2 separate regions of the Mus musculus genome follow, and region 1 is linked to region 2. Evidence: chromatin contacts called from public HiChIP or PLAC-seq data. All regions are on one chromosome and are shown on one strand. The core of a region is the stretch at or near the end of the contact, and the rest is flanking DNA. Distances in the headings are between cores, read along the strand shown.

What was found. HiChIP or PLAC-seq counts read pairs in DNA pulled down with a chosen protein or histone mark.
Region 1: a contact with region 2 is called in an H3K27ac HiChIP or PLAC-seq map of embryonic stem cells, with 3 times the contacts expected there. The contact joins the promoter of Denn2b here to the promoter of Adm in region 2. A contact is called at or near these places in 1 of 39 promoter capture datasets (the HPC-7 cell line), 5 of 484 Hi-C or Micro-C datasets (all in embryonic stem cells) and 3 of 115 datasets of contacts at active chromatin or transcription factors (embryonic stem cells and pancreatic cancer cells).

The regions. Positions count from the first base shown.
Region 1 is chr7:109,615,133-109,618,464 of GRCm38.p6, reverse strand. Denn2b (DENN domain containing 2B) reads left to right here and starts at 1,318. Exons shown (of 20, transcript NM_001001326.1): 1 at 1,318-1,407.
Region 2 is chr7:110,626,373-110,629,700 of GRCm38.p6, reverse strand. It overlaps Adm (adrenomedullin), which reads right to left and starts at 2,044. Exons shown (of 4, transcript NM_009627.2): 1 at 1,880-2,044; 2 at 1,325-1,444; 3 at 1,027-1,176; 4 at 1-839. The coding sequence starts at 1,422. The coding sequence ends at 533. It overlaps Gm28863 (a long non-coding RNA gene), which reads left to right. Exons shown (of 3, transcript XR_003946665.1): 2 at 1,286-2,966; 3 at 3,203-3,328.

The DNA of each region.
Region 1 (3,332 bases), core at 69-2,568, 1.0 Mb after region 2:
ACTGAAGGTGAGTCAACATCACAAGGAATTCTGCAAGGGATAAGCGTTACAGATTCCATCAGGGCCCCCCCACCCCTCCCCCAGCATTATTTTGAGGAGCAGCATTGGAGAATGGCCTCCTTGAGCCTCATTGTCTTCATCCTCATCAGCCTCCACCTTCCCACATGCAGTCAATCCATTTACCAACCCCGAGTTCTACTTGAAAAATATATCTACTAGATTGGTGGAGGAGAGGTACTAACAATTGGGGGGTGGTGGATGAGAGCTGAGTGCCTAATTTGAAGTGTTTTTGACTAATAGCACCTTGACACTGCACCTCACACCCTAGTCCTCTGCCACCCCAGTATGAGATATATTCATAGAAAGTAGAAAGTCGGGAGGAGGCTGGCTCAGTGACAGGTGGCCAGTTGGCGATGAGGTCAGGCACTGCTAAGGTCTTGTGACTCTAGCTCTGGTATTCTTGGCAACTGTTCTGCTTAATGTATGCCAGAAAGTTGAAAGGCTTGGACACTGGTTTTGGATCTCTCATTTCCTGGTTCAGTAAATGGGAGCAAGTAATTTAACTTTACTTTAGATACATTTTTAAAATGTGTTAAATTAATATAACACCAGTCGTAACTTTTAGGACTACTCTGTCAGAGAAAAAAATGAACCAGGATTTGGGAGGTTATTTTGGGAAGATGTAAGATAGTACTTGGGGGTAGGGCAGGGCATTTTTTCTCTAGTTTGCAGCAGATATTGTGCATGTCATAGATGTTATCGGTCATTAAATCTTTGGGCTAGAAGGGTGGCAGATAGATTTACCTTAACAGGACTTAGATAGAGTCTTCACTTTCCCTTGGAGGCCCACACTTGTGGTTCTTAGAAAATGAGCTGGTTTTCAAGATCAGGCTTCTGTGTACTTTATAGCAAAACATAAAGGACTAGGAGACCCTTGACTTGTCTCTACTCTCAGTTCCTAACTAGTTAGGTAAGTGTGGATCAAGTATCTGATCTCTCTGGGCCTCAGTGATCCCATCTATAAAATGGTAGCAAACCTATCTGACCAGTGTGTTAAGAGCATCAAACAAACTAGTACATCTATTTTGAGAGGGTTAGGCAGCATCCAAGCAAAAGTATACATAGGGCTACTAAAAGGGCCTTCTGTGTCCCAGGTACGGCCCTGGCACTTGTACAGTTTCTCATTGGAGGCCTGGGCTGTGGATCTTTTGTTCAGAGAGGAGGCTGTTTGCATTGTGTTTGATGTCCTGGCTCTGACTGTAGACTTAAACAGTGTTCCTCCTAATCCTGATCTAGTTTGTTTCTTCTCCTTTGCAGGAAGACAAGAGACTGCTTGGGCTCTGGCACTAGTACCATGGGACCCTGTACTGGCTAAAAGCTGTCTCCAGGACCTGAACAGTCAACAAGGTAACCAGAGAGGCCAGTCTAGGCCAGCTTCTAGGATGTGAACTGTGTTTCTGCCCCAAATGCTCCTGAAAAATCCCAAGCGAACAAACAAGTTGAGGCAGCACGCATCAGGGTCCCTCCTCATTCCGCTGCTGCTGCAGGACCCAGAGGAAGTGCTTGCTTCCCCTCCAAGCCTTCAGCTAGCTCCCTCCCCTTTGGCAGGGATTCTTCCAAGTTATAAAAGCTGAGACACTAGAGGGGAGGAAAACAAGTCCACTCACTGTCCTCACCCTTCTCCCCTCTGGGTTGTTGCAGCAAGTTCCCAGGAACAGACCTGGGCTCCTGGTTGACTGGAAGGGAGGTAGGAGGAGTGGAATGCATGCATAAACTGAGCCGATCAAAAGACCGCGCTGTTTCAAGGCCGGCTAGAACTCAGAGAATGTGTAGAAGCACGCGCACGCATAAACGTGCGCGTGCTAGCTCGCTCCTGGGACACCGGGTTGAGGGAGAGCGCCTAGCTGAGTGAGAGCAAGCCTGCAAGCGTGTGTGCAGCCTAGGACAGGTCTCCATGACAACCAGCCTGACTGGCTAGCTGCGCTAGCTCTGCTCACTTGGCTGGAAGGAGTGTCTTGAAAGGTCAGAGGAAGGAGCTGTGGGAAGTTCGCAGCAGGTACTGGAGCTTAAGCCAGTGGATCTGGGGGCCCTGGGCTCCCTAAGCGACTGTGGTGTGAGCCAGCCTCTGTGGAGAATGGAGTGGGCAAGAAATCACCCGGACTACCAGGTAAGGGCACCTCTGAGCCCCTTGCTTTGAGTCGGGCTGTTTATGGCAGGCCAGTGTCTGTGCTCTTCACTTCAGAGTTTGGGGGTCGAGAATGATGTCATACTCCAACAGTTGGATTCTATTAGCTCCGGGAGGAGGAGGGAAACTGCCAATTTTCTTGACTTTGCAAATCTAGCTAATCTCACTCTGGCTGAATCGGAGATGTTTAGGCTTCACTCTGCTTTTATTTAGCACAAAGCCACTGGATATTTTCACAGGAAGGTTCTTTTATAGGAAAATGAGTTCTCATCGCTCTAGCACTGTTGAAGTTCTTATGTGGAAACTTTTGAGCAGCTTGGTCGGTTTTACCTCGTGCTCTCTTATCTCCATGCTGCTATGTCTGACTTGTAACAACAATCAAAGTAGCTAATGAAGCTCAGAGAGGAGCCTGCAGTGAGTTTCAAGTCCATCTGGGACACTTGACAGGGCAGAGGGACTGGCACAACAATATCTGAGCGGGGGCCTTGCACTGTCTATGAAGTAGCTTTGGAAATAGGAAACAACCCCCTCCCCATTAATGATGCCCATCACAGGGTTTCTTGAGTTGTGGAGGGGACTTTCTTGGGTTTTGGGGACTTGCAAATATCTGTCTCATCCAGATGTTGCAGAGAGCTGTCTTAACACTACAGCTACGGGGAGCTGGGAACTTGAAGGACTATGCTGTATGATCCCTTTTGCTCCTATTTTAACCAAATCCCAGCACACACAGTGTCCAGTCATGCATGCCTTGTCCTAAATTTCAGAGGAGTGATGTGTGGTAAACACAGCGTGTCTAGGAAAGGAAAGCCTTCCAGAAAGGTAGTTTTATAGGTGTTAAAGTAGTCAGGCCATCCATAATGTTAAGAGAAAGATGAGAGTTGCGGACTCTCCTGCAGGAAAGCCCCTTAAGAAATGCACTTCACTTCAGCCATGTTACATCTTCCACTTACTCCTGGCCTCAAGGAACTTTGTGGAAGCTTTTAGTTTCTCAGTGGGGCCAGGGAACAGCTGTTGTTCCTGGCTCTTTGGTTTTTCCTTCTTGAACTTTCTGAACAGTGTGTCTTTTGTGTCCGAGCAAACAATAAGGGGGCCTTCTGATTAACTTCGGGTCAGCTTGCCAGTACAAGCGCTGGCTCTACCACTGGTT
Region 2 (3,328 bases), core at 795-3,294:
TACACACACACACACACACACACACACACACACACACACACGGAACCAAACAACCTTACACCTTGCTGAGACATTCACGTCTTAAAATAGGGGAAGGTGACAATATAATCACTTTAAAATGCCCTTAATACAATATATAACGTACAAAAATATCTCTATATATTTGAAGTTACAAAAAAAAAAACCTTGACAGCAACAAACTTAAATACTATAGTTACCTTTGGCTGGACAACAAGCATTGCACGTTCCTCGCTAGGTTTTGGAAAGTTCAAGTAGTAATGAGGCTTATGCCCCGTGAGAAACCAGTTTATGAGCGGGCAAGGCAGTGGCTCAGACCCCTGCCCGGAGAGTATCAGCCTGTAAGTCTCGGTTTCTGGCATGAGCCTGGCTTGGTCTTGGGTTCCTCTGCCTCCCCTAGGGGCAGCCAGGCAGATCTCTGCAGGATTGTCTCAGTCCGCCCCGGTGCGAAGTTCTCTGATTCCGCAGGCGCCAACGGGATACTCGCCCGACTGTTCAATGCTGTCACCCGCACCTATATCCTAAAGAGTCTGGAGATGTGCGCCCAGGGGCCTGGGGCTGTGTGTGTCTGCTCCTGGGAGGACTCCACAGTCCGGGACCGGAGGACCTCCAGCAGGGAACGCCGGCGCCGGCGGCCATAGCCTTGAGGGCTGATCTTGTTTCTGGGAGCCATGCCGTCCTTGTCTTTGTCTGTTAGCTGGTAGATCTGGTGGGCCAATTTCTGAAATGTGCAGGTCCCGAAGCGGCATCCATTGCTGCGGGAACCCTGGTTCATGCTCTGGCGGTAGCGTTTGACACGAATGTGGGCTTCGCTCTGATTGCTGTGAAGAAGGAAGGACACCTCATCAACCGGGGCTTTGGTCCCAACCACCTGGGACCGGAGCCATGCAGTACCCGAGGGACCTGGAACCCGTTCCCTCCGCCGGAGCCTCAGCTGCAGTGCAGCCAGGACAATCCCCAGGGTCAGAGTAGTGGAGAGGGCACATCCTCTGCAGAGAGCATAGTTACCTGGCTTGTAGGGGGCCAGTTGTGTTCTGCTCGTCCAGGAATGGATCAAGAGTCTGGGTAGGAACTGTCGTCTCATCAGCGAGTCCCGTAGGGTAGCTGCTGGATGCTTGTAGTTCCCTCTTCCCACGACTTAGCGCCCACTTATTCCACCTAGAAAACACAAGCAGATGCGTTTGGCCTAAGTTCAAGTGATGTCCCAGCCAGCTCCACTCCCTTTGTAACACCTCCAGACCATCTCTCAGTTTTCTCTCATTGCCAGGTATTCAAAGTGAAGAAAGAAAGCACGGCCCAAACTCACTTCTTTCGGAACTGCGAAGGAGTATCTGGCCCTGCAGTGTCCGCGCCTAGGAAAGCGAGTGAACCCAATAACATCAGGGTGATGGAAACCAGCTTCATTCTGTGGCGATGCTCTGATACCCTGGAAAGGAACAAGACACCGAGTGTGAGCAACCGGGCCAGCAGCACGATCCCGTCAGCACGCGAAGGGTGGCGGCAGGACGGGGAGCCGCTTGGCAGCGCTCTTCCTGGCTCAGCTGCTTATCTCCCCCACTGGCGCAGAGAAACACCGGAGATTTTTGCGCTGGCCGGGTGGGTGACAAGCAAGGCAAAGGAAGCCATTGAGAAGTGCCAGGCTTCCAGAGGTTTCCAACTAAAGTCCCAGGATCTCAGCCCAAGGAGGAGGGGGGATCTCAAGAGAGCTCCAGCTGTGCGCATGAGCTAGACCTGGGCAATGAGGTGTTCTCTACATTGGATACCCTAAAGTGGGTTGTTCCCCCTTGTCCAGCTCTGCAAGTTTTGGGGCTTTGGCAAAGCCGTCCCCCTCCCTAACATGCTGGAGGCCAGCGGTTCCTACCTGATAAAGGGGTGCGTTGTCAAGCACTTGAAGCAGAAAGAAGTCCTTCTGACAGTAGCAAAACCCCAAAGTCCAAGATTGACTGCGATGAGAAGCCGAGAAACCAGGAGCGGGAGCGGTAACGCTGGAGTTGCTCTGTCTAGTGTCACCAAGAAACCACTGACTAGTGAGCACCAGCTCCAGCGTCTTATAAGCGCTCAGGGGCGGACGGTGGGCGTGGTCAGATTTGCCCTGGAGTCCTCCCTCTCCAGCGTGCTTGCTTCTAAAACCAGACCTGCCCTGCAGCTTGCCTGTGGGTATGGGGGGTAGGGGTAAGAGGTCCCCTGTGGCTAGACATCTCAGAGATCCGCTCTGAGAGATTAGACTGGAGCAGGACTTCCCTTGCCCTAATTTCCCAGCATAGAGTTCAAACAGTGAGAAGGGAAGGGGAACCAGAACAACTCGGGTGGGGTGAATCCTTTGCCCATAATGTGTACAACCCAGAGTGCTGATCTGAGCTTCCTGGACAGTGCTGCAAGAACCGGGAGACGGGTGGGACACATGGATAACCAAAACCCCGGACTTGGGGAGCTGTGACCTCAAATGGACCGCGCCCCCTGCCGGCTTAGCACCTGACTGAGCCTCGACCCCCATCTGTGCCCGCAGGGTACACCTGGAAGGGAGAGGCTCAGTCTCCAGTGACTGGGACTGAGGGGTTTCTCGATAGACTAGCCAGTACGGATTTCGTAATAAGGGCAGAACTGGGAACAGCTGAATTGGAAATTGGGGTTTGGAGAGGGTAGTTATCTGAAAATTCAGAACTCACATTCCTATTTGGAAATACAGGAATAGCCAAAATTAGGAAGAGAGATAGTTTTGTTTTCTTCCTTGTGATACTATTATCCCTTATAAGGCTATGACCTGCGAGTTGACCTGACTGCCTTCATTCATCCATCATAAACGTGAGGATTGACTGACTGGGAGCACACTAATGCCTCACATATGTTAATCACTTTACAGTTGACAAATCCCAGCCAGATCCCAATCGCTTTTGATCTCTACACTCCCGAGCTGGTGTTCTCTTGAATTAAAGTGAAGTGCCGAAAGGGTAAGTCTATTGCCCAGTCACACTAAAGGTGGGAAGCTGTAGAGTCTGGACTCAAAAGACTGGGGCACAGCGGCTCGGTTTTCTGGCTGGGGTCACCATTCTCATCAGGTGGGGGGAGAATGCCGGCCCCCGCCTAGCCCAGAGATATGTGCTAATTCACGATGAATCAGTTCGAACACGTTTGCCACGGGCTGGTGCTCTTCACAGATCCGTGAGTTCACTTTCTTCCCTTCTAGGGCCAAACTGGGCGACAGGCGTAGCTCCGCATGCAGGTCTCCCGGAAGGTCCCGAAGCTAAAGACATGACCTACGACAGCTCCTAGCCCCCAGCCCTGGTGATGTGGACACAGACAACTCATGTCC